Linked DNA regions of Bombyx mori: region 1 is linked to region 2. Evidence: chromatin contacts called from public Hi-C data. All regions are on one chromosome and are shown on one strand. The core of a region is the stretch at or near the end of the contact, and the rest is flanking DNA. Distances in the headings are between cores, read along the strand shown. Region 1 overlaps LOC101738805 (serine/threonine-protein kinase minibrain). Region 2 overlaps LOC101738805 (serine/threonine-protein kinase minibrain).

Region 1 (4,323 bases), core at 906-3,405, 37 kb after region 2:
CTACTGGTGGTAGGACCTCTTGTGATTCCGCACAAGTAGGTACCACCACCCCGCCTATTTCTGCCGTGAAGCAGTAATGCGTTTCGGTTTGAAGGATGGGGCAGCCGTTGTAACTACACTGAGACCTTAGAACTTATATCTCAACATGGGTGGCGCATTTACGTTGTAGATTTCTGTGGGCTCCAGTAACCACTTAACGCCATGTGGGCTGTGAGCTTATCCATCCAAGCAATTAAAAAAAATAAGAACTTGTCGCATTTTTTTTTTGTTTTTTACAATTCTAATTAAATTAATACCTTTACAAAACATACCAATAAAGTATCCGAAACGAGACCATTCTGCGGTTACGGGCAACCAACCACCACCTAGTACTTCTATTGCTTAGTTTATGTTCGACACCGGGGCATTGTGAAATAACGCCGTTGTAGTTTAAGACTTTATATATACATATTTCATTACGAACATGAAAATTAAACAACTTGTACACGTGTACGCAATAACATTTTAAATAATTCGATTTCAATCACCAAAAGTAGATGTAATAATTTCTTCATATTAAAAGTTTAGAAATCGTAGTTGGCATTATAATTTCGCTGGAATTCTTCGGACATATTCCTCGGAAAGAGGGTCACAATCTAGAACAGCTGATGGTGACAGGAAAGGTAGATAGCAAACGTCCCAGAGGACGCAGTCCCACGAGATGGTCGGACCAAATACGATCTTCTCTAAACATCAACTTCCACAATACCCTTCATGAAGCTAAGGATCGCAGCAGATGGAGGGAAATTGTACGGGAGAAACTAATGCAGCGGGGGAGTCACGACCCTCAGTAATGAGGAAAACGACGCGAGGAGGAGGATAATTATAATTTCGCATTTTTTCTAAAGCGTCACCAGTCAAAACATTGTAAATTTATAAAAACATTTTTTTGACTAGTTTTTAGCACGTAGCCGATTCCTATGGGACGGTTCTTTTCCGTGTAATTTCATAAAACACGAAACACAATGTTGCGCCTCGGGCGGGCTCGGCTCGGGTCACTACGCCGTTTCGCTAAAGGCATGTTTACGAGCGTTCTCTTATACCAGTATCACCGCATTTACTTTATGCAAAGTGAACTGCTTACACGACAAATAAATGCACTTTAGTACACGTTAGATGGGGTTCGAGATGTTCCCTCGAAACATCGTTTTATATCATTCAATTTGCAATCGCAATGTAAGGGACTTTCATGGATATTATTATTGTGAACAACAACATAACAATATTATGTTCTTTGATATTTTTAAGAATTATAAATAAGACAGTTCGTACGTAATCGTTCTGTTTGTTTTGTTAAAACGGTTAATCTGTGTCATAAATATTGCAAATGTGATTTGTGAAATTCCGATCAATGGAAATATGAGAATCACTCATTGTGACTCGATGTCTGAATGTGTGATAGTATACGCACCGTGCCAGGTTCTTAGGTTATCGAACAACTACGAGTATAGTAACCCTTGTTTACTATTTTTTCTTCTATCTATTCTAGTAACCTCGACGGGTTATACTAGATTCACCGAACTAGTAGGTGAGCTCACGAGGCTCAAACCTGACGTCGTTGCTAACACTAATCCTAGCAAGAGCAGTGCTTCTCAGAATCTACCTCCAAATCGGAAATGCAACCCACTGAGAAAATTCGGCAGGAAACTCAGTGGGCTGTGTCTGTGGCTTAATTTACTCGCCGAGCCTTTCGTCGCAAACGACGGATTCGACGAGGACGGTGACCCGTTGCATCTTTTCGAACTTTCTACTAGGCTTCTGAGTCTAGGAGGCACGCGGGGTATGTGGGACTTGACGATCTGCAGATGTTGGGGCAGAGGGCTGGCCCAAGGATATTTTAGGGCCCTACCGTGCCATACACTCTCTTACCCGATGTCCGATCTCCCACGCTCGGAGTAGGGGAGAATACTTGTCTACCCACCCTGCACTATGCCAGTATAAACTGCAATACGTACAAAAATTCTACCAACGAGCATCGCGCAATAAAAATGTATTATTCGATACTAGTTCGAATAGTGTTTATTAGTAAAGGGCGACCTGAACATTTCTCATGACAGTTACATCTAATAGAACCTTTTCAATGAGCACGAGGAATGTCCAGCGGCGCTGCGGCGAGTGAGTACATCCGCGCCGGTCACGAGGTACACGTTTATTGCTCGCTTTATAGGAAAACACGCTTCCGCGTTCCTTGGCACCGAGAAATACCGTTACGCTTTTGCATAATGGACGACAAACGTATCGAGTAGGTCTCATCGATATTTCGGGTTATAACAATATAGATATCGATAGCTTGGTACGTCCGCACCGAATACACGTGTACCGTTTAACAGTTCCGTTTGGTACTTTAAAGGGCTAACCTGATTGGCTATTTTGATTGGAGTGCCTAGCCGAAAATGTTTTTTGTATCTAATCTTATTACGTTCATGGTATGTTTGTTCGAAGGTCGTTCCGCGAACGTGTTTCAAGAAATAACGTAATAGATCGTTTAGTTACTTCAGTTTGTTTGATGTTAATAAAAATATTTATATCCCCAAGAAAGATGATTTGAATTGCTGAAATGGTCATTATTTTAGGATTTAATAAGATAGTACGATCTGGCGTGTCTGATGGGATTCAAAAGTCTATTCAGTTCTCGATCATCCATTACGACATATATATCTAAGCATGATAGCAAGCTCCCTCCAGCACTTAGTGCTCCATGAATAAATGAATAATGGCGGTCGAACGGAACGAGCCCGCGGCATACCAATTTGTGTCCAGGATGCTAATAACGCGTTTCTCGCATTTTTCAACTGTATACGTAACTGCTGAAAGAGATCCCTCATCATTGGCGGTCGGTCGTTTCGTAAAGGAAAAGTAATTGACTTTTTTTATGCTTAGATGGGTAGACGAGCTTACAGCCCACCTGGTGTTAAGTGGTTACTGGAGCCCATAGACTTCTGCAACGTAAATGCGCCACCCACCTTGAGATATAAGTTCTAAGGTCTCAGTATAGTTACAACGGCTGCCCCACCCTTCAAGCCGAAACGCATTACTGCTTCACGGCAGAAATAGGCGGGGTGGTGGTACCTACCCGTGCGGACTCATAAGAGGTCCTACCACCAGTGATTACGCAAATCATAATTTTGCGGGTTTGATTTTTATTACATGATGTTATTCCTTCACCGTGGAAGTCAATCGTGAACATTTGTTAAGTACGTATTTCATCGGAAAAATTGACACTCGCCTGCAGGATTCGAACACCGGTGCATCGCTACACACGAATGCACCGGACGTCTTATCCTTTAGGTCACGACGACTCATAAAACGTTAAATAGCTTTAAGCAGTTTACGTATTGTAAAACGTCTTGAAAGAGAAATTGCATTAAGCGTCAAGAAATCTGGAGAAATTCGAATTCAAAAAGAGAGAGCTCTTTATAATCCAATAAGCGGAACTAAGGAGACGACCGGCACGCAGTCCTCTGGAACCCTAAACCATTAGGTGTCGCTGCGGCGCGCAATTTGCAAATGAAAACAACTTATTGAAATTCTTTCCCGGACCGCATGTCTAGCACACCGAGCGGAGAGCAGCTACGTTATTTGAAACGGCATCTGATTTATGTGGAAATTCGTACCAACAGAACTATAAGATTTCAAAACTTGTTTTTTGGTATTATAGATAACGCGGTCGTTTTAAATAATAATCAGTCTGTACATCTACACGTCAGTACCACGGTTAGCGTGGTATGCACCTGGGACGCGTAGAGAGAAGATGCATGTGACCAGGAAATGTATGGAAACGGTAGTGCAAGGTAGAGGGGGAAAAGGTCGACCGAAGAAGACATGGATGTAGTGTGTGAATGACGAAATCAGAGGGAGAAGGGCGAGCGTTGAGAGAACGGCTAATAGAAGAGAATTGAAGAGAAAAATTAACCAAGCTGACCCCATCTATTTGGGATAAGGTGGAGAAAAAAAGATGATCAGTCTGTACATGAATAAAATCTGTTTTTTTTTATTGCCCTTGTAGGTAGACGAGCATGTAACTATACTTGAGACCTTAGAACTTGTATCTCAAGGTGGGTGGCGCATTGACGTTGTGGATGTCTATGGGCTCCAGTAACCACTTAACACCAGGTGGGCTGTGAGCTCGTCCACCCATGTAAGCAATAAAAAAAAAAAAACGGCCGACCTGATGGTGAGTGGTTACCGTCGCCCATGGACTTCAGCAATGCCAGGGGCAGAGCTAAGCCGCTGCCTACAAAACTTAACTAAAGTAATAGTAAAAAATATCGAAAATAATCTCAT
Region 2 (4,542 bases), core at 1,388-3,887:
ACAATATAACCAATGTTTTTACAATTCAAAAACTAGGAACACAAATTTATTAAATTAATTTATTTTTATAGCATCACAATTAACACAACGCGCAAAGGTACGCGAAATTAATTATGCACTGTACAAATCATTATAAATTACACAATACAGAAATACAAATAACGTGTAAAATCCCCGCGTTATAAGGGGGAATGCCCGTGTTATACGAGGAATTGAAACCGCGTATTATGAACATGCGTTATAAGAGTACCGTGTTATAAGGGGGATTACTGTACTCTATTCAATTTTGATAAGTTGACAAGGTAAGTTAAATACAAGCACACGATTCTTACCTATATAATACTTATTCTCAGCATCCGCTCTGTTCATCATTTCTAGTAACTTGACTTCTATTTGTGCCTGATTTAGGAAAGGCTTCTTATTCTTAATAATTTTTATCGCTACTTGACACTGTTCCTCGTGGTCATACGCTTTCACAACCTGGAATAGAAAAGTAGTTTACCTGTATTAAAACTGCGCAGTTACATCTTGGTAATCGTTTTTGTAATGTTTTATATTTTGAAAAGAACCAGACACTCGTCGCTACGTGGAAACATTAACAGTTTAAAATTCCTTGAATTGACGACTATGTCAACAATGCAATCTAAGAAATTCTTGTGAGAAAATATGGGTTGCTTCATTCCCATCACAAAAATAGGATGGAACTACTACGTAAGCATCAAAGTAACTGAGATTTGCGGCCAACGAAAGGCGGGAGGGCTGTCCCAAATGAAAATATGAAAAATTGTAGACTAAAATTGGCTAGACTAGATTTCAAAAGTTATAAGGATAGTTACTATATTACCGACACAAAATAGCAGCAGGCTATACGCTCTTCGGATGTTAATAAGCAACCGAAACTCTTGTACACACCCCAATGAAATTACTGACATTAGGTTGAAATCTGCATGGTATAATATACTAATGAGTATCCTATTATTCAAAGCGAAAACTACGATTATTCACGGTCGAAATAATAAGGAGGGTGCACCAGGCAAGGGAATGAACTAATTATGCTTTACTTAGCAAAGCATAATTAGTTCAGAAAACTAATATTACGGACCGATAGTGGCATAGTCCACTACGATTGCGAGACTAAGCTGTCATTAATTTTGACTTTGGTAAAACACAATTCTTTTTCTTTTCTATCAGGTCACAGACATCCACTGTTGGACAAAGGCCTCTCCCAAGCCTCGCCTCAAAGATCGGTCCTGCGCTGCCTACATCCAGCGGATACCCCGAACCTCAATAAGTCGTCGCCATCTTGTGGGAGGTCTACCCACGCTACGTCTTAATAATCTTAATAACGCAATAATTATGTTTTATAATTACCTGTCCAAATGATCCCTTTCCGATCGGTGAGGAGATCTCGTACCGGTCGAGGAACTTCTCTCCCTGCTTAATAATATAATCGTGATTATCGTCATCGTAACCGTCATTGTATAACTTCTTCTCCTTCTTGTGCGAGCCATCCTCGCCCAGGTACTGCTGCGCTCTCCGTTTTTTCTTCGCGTAATATACCTGTTAAAAAAATAATTTAAACATTATTTATAAAATGTTTTAGAATAATTCAACACATAGTTGTAAACTAAATGAAAGTTAGTAAGTGAGTGACTGCAATAATAATAGTAATAATAATTATTATTATAACCGTATTATATTTATATTTATAATTTTTGATTTCGTATTTCCCAGTTCTCAGCAATAAATCATGGGTAAAAAAAATCATTAAAAATATTTTTGAACAACCATATAAATATGAGATGTTAGGATAACCTGTCGAGTGTCAACCCTACAGATACCGGGGCAATAACCAACACAAATCCTAGGTAATACAGGTCGTATGCGTTATAGGAAATGAATAGTTGAGGGAGCGCGGGAATTCGGGTGACGGACGTTGACCCAGATATGAGGCTGACATTGATCGACGATGGGTCACGATGTGCCAGTATAAAATATTTGTACAGAACCTGACTACCGAATTTGGAAATAGGAAGTTCATTGCTACATTTTTTTACGAAGCTGATTCATATTGTGAGTCATTGTTTTTGCGAACTCCATACCTGGCTTAAAGCTCGGGTGAACGGCCTGAATCGTCGGCGGTGGTTTTAATATTGGTGTAATTTCGCGAAATAGTTTCGTGCCGCCAACGACGTGCACTAATCGTTATGTGACCTCGATATGTCATTCGGATGCCGTTACATAACTTCGGTTTGACTTAGCAGTAATAATGTCGACTGCACGACATTCGCATCGTGCCGGTGCGGAAGTGTCGCATATCGACTCGGCCGAACGATAACCCAAATATCCGACAGCGACCTACATATTACGCCGTATATTTTACAGACGACCGAGCGCGGCCCGACAGCCGGCAACCGGCGTCACTTCATGGGGTCGTCCGACCTATCTACCGTTTCTCTTGTCTGGAATAACATTAAAACAAGAAAGACGATTCTTTTAATGAATTTTATTCTAGGAATTAAGACCGTTATGTTATGGTAAAGTGGTGATGCCGGATGAGGATGATGTGTTAGGCCAGTGACCGCGGCACGTGGTCGCGAGATGAGCGCGTCGGGCCGGGGAGAGACGGCGCGCGGCGGCTGTCATTGATTTTCCCCGTTTCCCCCTCCGCCCCTCGCCGGCTCTACCTCCCCCCTCCGCGTCTCACCCACTTCCAGCGCCCGATAACGAGGTTAACGGGCGACGTGAGCGTCTCCTAAACTTTAATTATACCCGTACACCCGTCGTACATGTTTAACCCGGCCTCTATTCAACGTTTTGTTTGCAGCACACCTGATAGCGAGATGTGATCCACTGTACGGTTCGAGGTTAACTATCTAATGGACGTCGCGCCGGAGATGGAAATGCGAAGAGCGAAACTAACACCGTGTCGGTCGGAAGTTACCGTTAGATTCAAATCTGTAAACGACATCTAGACTCGTGAGCTGCCGACAACTTCCTTGAATTATTGTATGTAAACAATATGATGGTTAAGCTCATCACGCTTTACGAAATTTTATATAGAGAAAAAGAATAATTAAATTATACAACACATAGACCAAAAGAGTTCTCGTTTATTAAAAATAATAATTAGCTGTTGTAAATTAGTATCCCCTTCTGTATGGATGTCATAAGAGTTTACAAAGCACAAATTCAGGCCACCTGTACACATCAGACTTTCGTATCATTCCATGTACGGACACCAAAATGAAGAAATTTCATCTTAAATGATTTAAAAGGAAAACTTGAATTGCAAATCGCAATCCGGAACTCTTGATACGGAAAACTAATAAGGTGGCAGGTTTGGACAAGTACTATAATTTAATAATATTATTATAGTAGTTGAGAGGAAAAATGAAATAGACTGACGACCTAATGTTGCATCACCGACTAAGAAGATCGCGACCTTACCAGAGCTTAAATTGCGACGCAAAATAATAATAAACAATACCTAAGTGGCAAATCAATTGTTGTTGTTTTTTTTTTGTGTATTTCGATTATAAATAGGCAATATTGGTAATTTCAATGTGTAAACATAAAAGTTTCAGTAAAATTTCTCAAGGGAATGTATTTATTGAAAACTATATGAGTTGTAATTTTTATTTTGAAGTTTATGTTTCGTGTAATATTTACCATCAAAGAAATAGGTATTTACGTTAACATAAAAATAAACAGCGCGTAATAGTTTTTATTTTGGGCTTGGTTTTTTATTCTTCATTTTATTATCTTCGCCCTTTTGATACTTCAAATATTACAAAATTAAAATAATTTCGTTTCTAGTCACTGTTATCCAAGCATCGCCGTGTCCCGTTATTCAATTATGTGGTCCCGGCAATGCGAAGCCGGTCTCTTCCCAATAATATATCTTGTCCATTACTTTTTCGGAACGTAACATTTTCGCAAGATTCACGGTCAGAGGTTTTTTTTGCAGAAAAATTTCGTCTATAGCAAAACTGAGTCCCAAAAATTTATTTTATCACATGCCATGATTAAAATTTTATATCCTATTGGCTTTAATTTAGTTGAGCAATAGCTGTTTTTCCGTACCCACTCTTTCCCTACAAGGAATCAATTTTATCACAAGAGTATTTAATAATTATTAATTGATAATACATATATTTAATAATTATTAATAATTAAATCGAAAAGATAAATAGTTTGCCATTACGTAAAAATTCTTAATTAACATCATATCCATAAAATAAGACAAGTGTCCCATAAGGCATATAAATTTCGATTATTTTCATTATTAAATATTAATGATAAAAAAAATGGAGAGTATAACATTGCGATTAACTAAACCATTGCTCATATTTTATCTTTTTAAAATATGTAACAAATATGTTATAATAATACTAAAATGTTTCTTTAAATAAAAACAGCAAAATTCTTGAGCAACTCGGCGTTATCAAATGGAAACGCTATAATGAACTGCTGTATCAAAAATAATAGGCAGGCGACTTAAGTGCATTGTGATTTATTTGACTTCCTAGCACAATAAGG

What was found. Hi-C and Micro-C count contacts between places; a contact is called where the count stands out from the background.
Region 1: a Hi-C map of posterior silk gland shows a contact between it and region 2, with 1.6 times the contacts expected there. The contact joins two enhancer-like sites. A contact is called at or near these places in 2 of 7 Hi-C or Micro-C datasets (posterior silk gland and whole pupa).

Annotation. Positions count from the first base shown.
Region 1 is chr18:4,460,341-4,464,663 of ASM3026992v2, forward strand. The region is part of intron 3 of LOC101738805 (serine/threonine-protein kinase minibrain); the gene reads right to left. Among protein-coding and RNA genes, the nearest start is that of TRNAH-GUG, 55 kb to the left of the region's middle. Within about 2 kb of position 2,156, at least 6 of the 8 cell types and tissues checked have open chromatin away from gene starts, as enhancers often do.
Region 2 is chr18:4,422,419-4,426,960 of ASM3026992v2, forward strand. LOC101738805 (serine/threonine-protein kinase minibrain) reads right to left here. Exons shown (of 12, transcript XM_004928140.4): 4 at 1,372-1,560; 5 at 333-480. Among protein-coding and RNA genes, the nearest start is that of TRNAH-GUG, 18 kb to the left of the region's middle. Within about 2 kb of position 2,638, at least 8 of the 8 cell types and tissues checked have open chromatin away from gene starts, as enhancers often do.